Linked DNA regions of Triticum aestivum: region 1 is linked to region 2. The links are chromatin contacts, called in public Hi-C maps. All regions are on one chromosome and are shown on one strand. Each heading gives the region's core, a stretch centred on a gene start, on an enhancer-like site or on the middle of the called end of the contact. The rest is flanking DNA. Distances are from core to core; before and after follow the strand shown. Region 1 holds the start of LOC123122860 (phytochrome C). Region 2 has its middle 14 kb from the start of LOC123122859.

The links. A called contact is a pair of places that touch in the nucleus more often than the background predicts.
Region 1: a Hi-C map of leaf shows a contact between it and region 2, with 6 times the contacts expected there. The contact joins the promoter of LOC123122860 here to the enhancer-like site in region 2. A contact is called at or near these places in 3 of 5 Hi-C or Micro-C datasets (all in leaf) and 1 of 1 datasets of contacts at active chromatin or transcription factors (leaf).

Annotation. Positions count from the first base shown.
Region 1 is chr5D:469,088,331-469,092,530 of IWGSC CS RefSeq v2.1, forward strand. It overlaps LOC123122860 (phytochrome C), which reads left to right and starts at 1,606. Exons shown (of 4, transcript XM_044543222.1): 1 at 1,606-4,200. The coding sequence starts at 2,187.
Region 2 is chr5D:468,865,201-468,869,339 of IWGSC CS RefSeq v2.1, forward strand. No RefSeq gene overlaps it. Among protein-coding and RNA genes, the nearest start is that of LOC123122859, 14 kb to the left of the region's middle. Within about 2 kb of position 2,736, at least 3 of the 8 cell types and tissues checked have an H3K27ac peak or open chromatin away from gene starts, as enhancers often do. A contact at or near this core is called in leaf, where this site is marked.

The sequences.
Region 1 (4,200 bases), core at 356-2,855, 220 kb after region 2:
ATCTTGGTCCAGTGCGTGTATGCTACGGAAGTGTGGCATATCATGTTCGACACTTTGGGTCTGCAAGCTACCATCCCAGAAGTGCATGACCACCTCTTGGATTGGTGGTTGACGCAGAGAGAGAGGGAGTGGGGGATCCAAGAGGGGTTTCGACACGGTCGTTATTGCGGTCATCTGGGCACTTTGAAAGCAGCGTAATGCGCATGTCTTCAACGGGACCAACCAGCAGTTGAACGGACCAGATCTGACTAGGGCCATTATTGGGGAGTTGAAGGAGTGGAAGGCGGCAGGACTTGGGGGAGGAGGTTTTGGCGGTTACTGCGAGAGAGTAGGCTTAGGATAGCTAGGGGGTGTGTGGTGTGTTTGCCTGGGATGTATGTTAGCATTCGTCCCTAGGCTTCTATAAAACTAAGGCACGCTCTTGGCGTGCTCTCGAAAAAAAAGGTATGCAGTGATGTCATATCATACCAAAGCGAGATGATCGATCGCTCGATCCAATCACACTCGCCCCATCCGTGGCAGCAATCACCACCTTGTCCCCTCGCCGTTGCCCCGCGCTACGTGCATACAGGCAGGCTCCACCTTAAGCACAAAGAATGGTCACATTTTTTGACAGCGACGCTTGCCACCCCATTTCTGTGCGAAAAGCGAGCAAGCACGCACGCCGCCTCTGCCTAACCGATCCAGGACGACGGTTTCTTTATTCCCAAAACCTAAAAAGTGCGCGTTTATTAGTAGATGGCAGTTTAGGCCGATCTTGGCTCGAAGCATCACGCACCACACAGTCTTGGGAAAGGAATCGGGGAACTCCCCGGACGATCCTGGCCGCACGCGTGCAATCCACCGGCCAAAGATGGACACCTGCTGGGTGCCGGCACTGCCAGCATTGGCAAAATTGACAAATTTGACCTGTGAACCAAATCAAATCACAGAATGAACTGTCCGTGAAACTATTTCACGCGGCTGACTTTTTGTGTGACGTCCGACACGAAGGCGCCACACTACATTGTGCAACGCCTCACAGATAGGCGCTACATGCCTGGCCAGCGTCGCACCCGTGTGATCCGAAAATTACTAAGTTAGTGTGCAGCGCCTGAGAGCTAGGCGCCACATTATACAGTGCAGCGCCTAGCTTCTAGGCGTTGCACTAGTGGTTGCTTCATTTTGTAGTGCAACCACTAGTGCAGCGCCTGAGAGCTAGGCGCCACACTATAGTGCAGCGCCTGAGAGCTAGGCGCCACACTATAGTGCAGCGTCTAGCTCTTAGGCTCTGCACAATGACTTAGCAATTTTTAGGCAGTCTGGGGTGCAACGCTGGCCAGGTGTGTAGCGCCTATTTGTGAGGCGTTGCACAATGTAGTGTGGCGCCGGGCGTCACACAAAAAGGTCAGCCGCGTGAAATAGTTTCACGGACAGTTCATTCTGTGATTTGATTTCGTCCCCGGTCAAATTTGTCAAATTTGACGCCAAGTACACTCCGTAGATCGCAGCTGGCCGGCGTCATGGCCCCGACAAGCCAGCCATTCTTCAATTATTCCGATCAAGTGGCGCCATCGAAATTGGCCGAGCTCGTGCATTACTGCCGTGTCAGCTCTTGCGGGGAAGACGAGACGAGACGCGCCGGGGTGACGTCGTACGGCTTTCCGCTCCTCTCTCGGTTTCCCGACGCCTCTCTTGGCTCGCCTCGCCCGCCGCCGCTTCCTCCGCGCGCCGCGTATCCCCCTTCCCTTCCTTCGCTCTCCGACGCCGGGCGCCGCCGCGCCGGCCGTCCGGCCCCGGCGGATCGAGCGGGCGGGCGGTTGGTTAGTTGCGCATCGCTGTTGCTTGCTTCTTCTACCGTTTGGCGCAGGGAGGAGGAGCGTGGGGATAACATCGCTGTCCCACTCCCAGTCCCACCCGGGTGCTGCCCCCTCCTGTTCCCTTCTCACTCACTGCGTGTGCTTATCCGCGCCGGGCGAATCCAATCCCCCACTCTCCCCCGTCCTTCTCCAGAAAAGTCACGGCTTTCCCCCGCCCCTGCCCCCGCCCCGCTCTCATGATTCCCGCCGATTCCTCCTCCGCCCATTTGCCCCTCCGCGTCGCAGAATCCCCCGCGCCACCGCTGCTGCTGCCGCTCACCGTCGTGCGGTAGGGGGAGGGGCAGGAGCGAGGAGCCTAGCTCGGGGGCGGTGGTGACCGGCGGCGAGATGTCGTCGTCGCGGTCCAACAACCGGCCGGCGTGCTCGCGGGGGAGCTCGGCGCGCTCCAAGCACAGCGAGCGGGTGGTGGCGCAGACGCCCGTGGACGCGCGCCTGCACGCCGAGTTCGAGGGCTCGCACCGCCACTTCGACTACTCCTCCTCGGTCAGCGCGCTCAACCGCTCCGGGGCCAGCACCAGCTCCGCCGTCTCCGCCTACCTCCAGAACATGCAGCGGGGCCGCTACATCCAGCCCTTCGGCTGCCTGCTCGCCATCCACCCGGAGTCCTTCGCGCTGCTCGCCTACAGCGAGAACGCCGCCGAGATGCTCGACCTCACGCCGCACGCCGTGCCCACCATCGACCAGCGCGACGCGCTCGCCGTCGGCGCCGACGTGCGCACGCTCTTCCGCTCCCAGAGCGCCGTCGCCCTGCACAAGGCCGCCGTCTTCGGGGAGGTCAACCTGCTCAACCCAATCCTCGTCCACGCCAGGACCTCCGGCAAGCCCTTCTACGCCATCTTGCACCGCATCGACGTCGGCCTCGTCATCGACCTCGAGCCGGTCAACCCCGCCGACGTGCCCGTCACCGCCGCAGGCGCGCTCAAGTCGTACAAGCTCGCCGCCAAGGCCATCTCCAGGCTGCAGTCCCTGCCCGGTGGCAACCTCTCCCTGCTCTGCGATGTGCTGGTCCGGGAGGTAAGCGAGCTCACTGGCTATGACAGGGTGATGGCATACAAGTTCCATGAGGATGAGCATGGTGAGGTCATTGCTGAGTGCAGGAGGTCGGATTTGGAGCCGTATCTTGGTCTGCACTACCCGGCAACTGACATCCCACAAGCATCCAGGTTTCTGTTTATGAAGAACAAAGTGCGGATGATATGTGATTGTGCTGCCTCTCCTGTGAAGCTCATTCAGGATGACAACCTGTCACAGCCTATCAGCCTCTGTGGCTCGACCATGAGGGCACCCCATGGTTGCCATGCCCAGTACATGGCCAACATGGGCTCCATCGCGTCGCTGGTGATGTCGATCACTATAAACGAGGATGAGGATGAGGATGGAGACACTGGGAGTGACCAGCAGCCAAAAGGCAGGAAGCTGTGGGGGCTGGTGGTTTGCCATCACACGAGCCCGAGGTTCGTCCCCTTCCCGCTCAGGTATGCTTGCGAATTCCTCTTGCAAGTGTTCGGCATACAGCTCAACAAGGAGGTGGAACTTGCTTCTCAGGCAAAGGAGAGGCACATCCTCCGCACGCAGACCCTTCTCTGTGATATGCTCCTCCGGGATGCTCCTGTTGGGATATTTACCCAGTCTCCCAATGTAATGGATCTGGTGAAGTGCGATGGTGCAGCATTGTGTTACCAAAACCAGATTATGGTGCTGGGATCAACACCCTCTGAAGGAGAGATAAAGAAGATTGTCGCATGGCTGCTGGAGTGCCATGATGGCTCTACTGGACTAAGTACAGACAGCTTATTGGAAGCAGGATATCCTGGTGCGTCTGCACTCGGTGAGGTTGTCTGTGGCATGGCAGCTATAAAGATCTCTTCCAAAGGTTTTATCTTCTGGTTCCGGTCGCACACGGCAAAGGAGATCAAGTGGGGTGGAGCTAAGCATGAACCAGGTGATGCAGATGACAATGGCAGGAGGATGCATCCACGTTCTTCGTTCAGGGCCTTCTTGGAGGTAGTTAAATGGAGGAGTGTTCCTTGGGAGGATGTTGAAATGGACGCAATCCATTCTCTCCAGCTAATATTGCGTGGCTCCCTGCAAGATGAAGATGCTAACGACAACACTGCAAGGTCAATTGTTGAAGCTCCATCTGATGACATCAAGAAGATACAGGGGCTACTTGAATTGAAAATTGTGACAAATGAGATGGTGCGCCTAATTGAGACAGCAACTGCTCCTATATTGGCTGTCGACATCGTTGGTAACATAAACGGATGGAATAATAAAGTTGCAGAAATTACTGGATTACCCACCACGGAAGCCATAGGGATGCTTCTGGTAGATCTCGTGG
Region 2 (4,139 bases), core at 1,486-3,985:
GAGCCAGATCATGGAAATCGAGCCCGTAGTAGAACATGAGCCCTCTGACAAAGGGATCTAGACTGAAACCTAGTCCTCGGAGGAAGTGGGAGACGAATACGACACTCTCGCCAGGTTCGGGAGTGGGAATGACCTGCCCTCGAGCAGGCAACCTGTGCGAGATTTCGTCGGTCAAATACCTAGCTTCTCTTAGCTTCTTGATGTCCTCCTCTGTGACGAAGGAGGGCATCCACCGACCTTGAAGGTTGGATCCGGACATGATTGTAGGTCCGAAGCGCCTAGCCTGAGCCTTGGGTGTTGGAACTCGAGGAGGGGGAAGGATTCGATTGAGCGCGAGAAGAAGGGGACATGCCTAGGCCCCTTTATAAAGAGGATGAATATCAAGCGTCCTCCGCGTGGCCGTTTGGGACTTGCCTAAAATCGAGGAGTCATACCAACAGGCACGATTGGGTTACCCATACCCGTATTGATGAGAATCCCGTGAAAAAAGGGACACGATCTCTGCTTCGACAAGACGTGCCAAGGAAACCGCCTCGCAATATGTGCAGTGGCTGGTTGTGGAAAAAACGTTCGAATAATGGCCGGGCCGTGGTGTGATGTCATGCTGCAGAATGCGTTAGCAGATTAGATTTGTGGAAATATTATTCTCTCTACGGTGGTACGTGGAATTTGTTTTGCAGAGCCGGACACTATCCTTGTGTTCAAAATCTTCTATGGAGTATTTGGAGGAGGAACCCGCCTTGCAATGCCGAAGACAATCTGCGCGCCGGACTCATCGTCATTGAAGCCTGGTTCAGGGGCTACCGAGGAAGTCCTGGATTGGGGTCCTCGGACAGCCGGACTATATCCTTTCGCCGTACTGTTGGACTATGAAGATACAAGATTGAAGACTTCGTCCCGTGTTCGGATGGGACTCTCCTTGGCGTGGAAGGCAAGCTTGGCAATACGGATATGTAGATCTCCTCCCTTGTAACCGACTCTGTGTAACCCTAGCCTCCTCCGGTGTCTATATAAACCGGAGGGTTTAGTCCATAGGACAAGAACAATCATACCATAAGCTAGCTTTTAGGGTTTAGCCTCTACGATCTCGTGGTAGATCAACTCTTGTAATACTCATATCATCAAGATCAATCAAGCAGGAAGTAGGGTATTACCTCCATCGAGAGGGCCCGAGCCTGGGTAAACATCGTGTCCCCGCCTCCTGTTACCATCCGCCTTAGACGCACAGTTCGGGACCCCCTACCCGAGATCCGCCGGTTTTGACACCGACAGCGCCTGCGCCCTCCGCCCGCCCCAGCCGCCCACGCCCGCCCGCGCCCCGGCCACCGCGCCGCGCTCCGGCCACGCGCGCCCGCGTCCCGGCCACCGCGCCGCGCCCCAGCCGCCAATGCCCCGCCCGCGCCCCGGCCACCGCGCCGCGCCCCAGCCACCGCGCCGCGCCCCAGCCGCCCGCGCCCTCCACCACGCCGCGCCCCAGCCGCCCGTGCCCGCGCCCCGGCCACCGCGCCGCGCCCGCGCCCTCCACCGCGCCGCGCCGCGCCCCACCCGCCCCCCGTCTCGCCCCGCCTGCGCCCCGGCCCGCCCTCGCCCCGCCCCGCCGCGCCGCGTCGCGCCCGCCTCGCCGCCGCGCTCGCTCTCGCCCCGCCGCGCCCTCGCCCCGCTGCGCCCTCGCCTCGCCCCGCCCCGCCTCGCCCCGCCCCGCTCGCTCACGCCTCGCCGCCGGCCGCGCCCGCCTCGCCATGCCTCGCCCCGCCGCGCCCGCCTCGCCGCCGGCCACGCCCCGCTCACGCATGCCTCGCTGTCGGTGCTCGTCACGGGCAGAGAGAGAAAAGGAGGAGAGAGAGGTGGGGCTGACACATGGGGCCGGCGGACATGCAGCGGACGAGGACGCCACAAACTCGTCTGTTTCGTGTCCGCTTTTACCTCAAAGCCATCGCAAGTTTAGGTCGCGAATGGGGTCGAACGGACAGAAAAATAAGATGGGGTCTGCGGTTGGATAGCGTTGTTTGTCCGTTTTGCCACAAACGGGCAGAACGGGGTCGTGCGGTGGAGTTGGCCTGAATGGGTTGCGCTAAAAAAACACAGTGAATTGGATATTGCCTAAAAACCGATAAATGTGTCAGTGTCACTGTCAAAAGAAATAAAAACAAAAGGCTTTTGGGATCGACATCACCTGGGCGGATGTGCACGGAAGCCTGGTACTTTGCGGCAAGTTGCTGTTGCGTCCCGTGCCGCCGTTGATCAGGCTTCAGAGTGCCCTTGCTGCAAGTTGCCGACTTGCAGCCAACCGGGCAACCATGTGCCATCCCCGCCCTAAACGGACGCCCGATACGTCTACTCTGATCTTCCCAATCTCCTCAAACTGCGTGCTGCTCCTCTACCTCGCTGCCACGTGTATCTGTCTCCATTCTTAATTCGCTTGTTCTAGCAGCCTCGGCCGCCCCCGGCATGGCCGCATCGGCATCATGTCAGACTGTCAGACTGTGTCAGTGCGTTCGGCGTACCGACAGCCTTGTTAGACTGTCGGCTGCATTTTAATCCAGAGAAATTCGCTCCATTGCCACCGGCGCCGGAGACGATGCTGGATCTCTTCCTTGTCTCCGAGTCTGAGATAACACGCACGCACGCACGCACGCAGAAACGTGCTTCAGCCGATCGTCTCCGTGGCAGGCCGTGCACCACCTGCGTGCACGATTGGGATGAGGAGTTAATTTCTTTTTGGTTTCTTTCCGTGATTTTTTCTGGTATAATCGGTGTGGGCGCCGCTGCGCTGGGGACGAATGTCTTGGGGGTCCATCTGGCTTGCCCTTTGCATATTCCATCGATCCTTTGTCTGCAATTGCTCCAAGAAATTGACGTCCCGCCCTCCCCGTAGTGCAAAGGGAACAAGTAAAGCTTCCCTGGATTATTTCCTTTTCGGCACAACTCTTTTCTGCCTTTGGCTCGGAATTTCCCTGAAAGCGAGAAAGGCAGCGGATTCTGCGTGGATAAGGGCGAAATTCCTGAGAGAGTACGCCCAGCACGATCCATCATCGATAGCGGTGCTTGTCATGTAAAATCCGGTTGAACGGAACAGTACCGACCGGCCGATGGCTGTTGCGACACCAAGCTAGTAGATGAAGATTATCGTGTTGCCGGGCTACCGGTGATATCTGCTTATAGTACGAGAAAACAACTAACGGTAAAGATGACGAACTGGCAAGGCGTTGGTCGCCATCGCCATTGGGAACAACTTGCGCATGCGCCCTTTTTTGTGGGTCACCTTCCGTTACTTCTTTCGGCAGGGGTTTGTGTGGATGCAAACGAACCGTTGGTGCACTACACACGGGCTCACGTCGTCCGTAACCCCCGGCCATCCAACCATTTCGTTTTTGTTGCAGTACACACGTGTTCACGTCGTCCGGCCCTATATTCGCCCTACGTTTCGGCTGGGGTCATCAGACATTCCAATTTTCAAGCGTTTGAAACCTGTTTGAGGTGTCCGGGTCGATCGGTTTGTTTGACCGGTCTGCCCACACGGGTATTTGAGGCCTGTTTGAGACGTTCAGGTGGATTAGTCGTTTTGACCGGTCCGTCCCGCGTGGGTGTTTGAGGGCGGTTTGAGACAGCCAACTATGGATTCTCTAAGGTCAACTCCAACACGGCCCAACAGGTGCGCTCAGGAGAACTATTCGTCTCGTGTCCGCCTTGACGCAAATCTGATGCAAATTTGGGGATTGATTTGCGTCCACGCGGACACCGGACGGATGCGCATGCGTCCTCTTGTCGTCTGTCATCGGGCCCACATGTCGGCCATGCATCGGCTTCCCGCCGGCCCCATATAATCCGCATGCGTGGAAGGGCCCGCCTGTCAGCCGCCCAACCACCCCCGACGCGTCTTTTTAATGGCATTCAATAGCTCCAGTGTTGTCACAAAAGATAGTCATTGGATCTGATGCACTAGGTATTACACCCAGATCGAATATGAACTCCTTCTTGCGCTGCTTCCGAAGCAGCTATATACTTCGCATCCTGCCACGGCGCTCTGCTTGGAACTGCACCAACTGACTACTCCATCATTTAATAAATATGTATCCGGTTTGAAGCTTAGAGTTATCCGGATCTGTGTCGAAACTAGCATCAACGTAACACTTTATGAC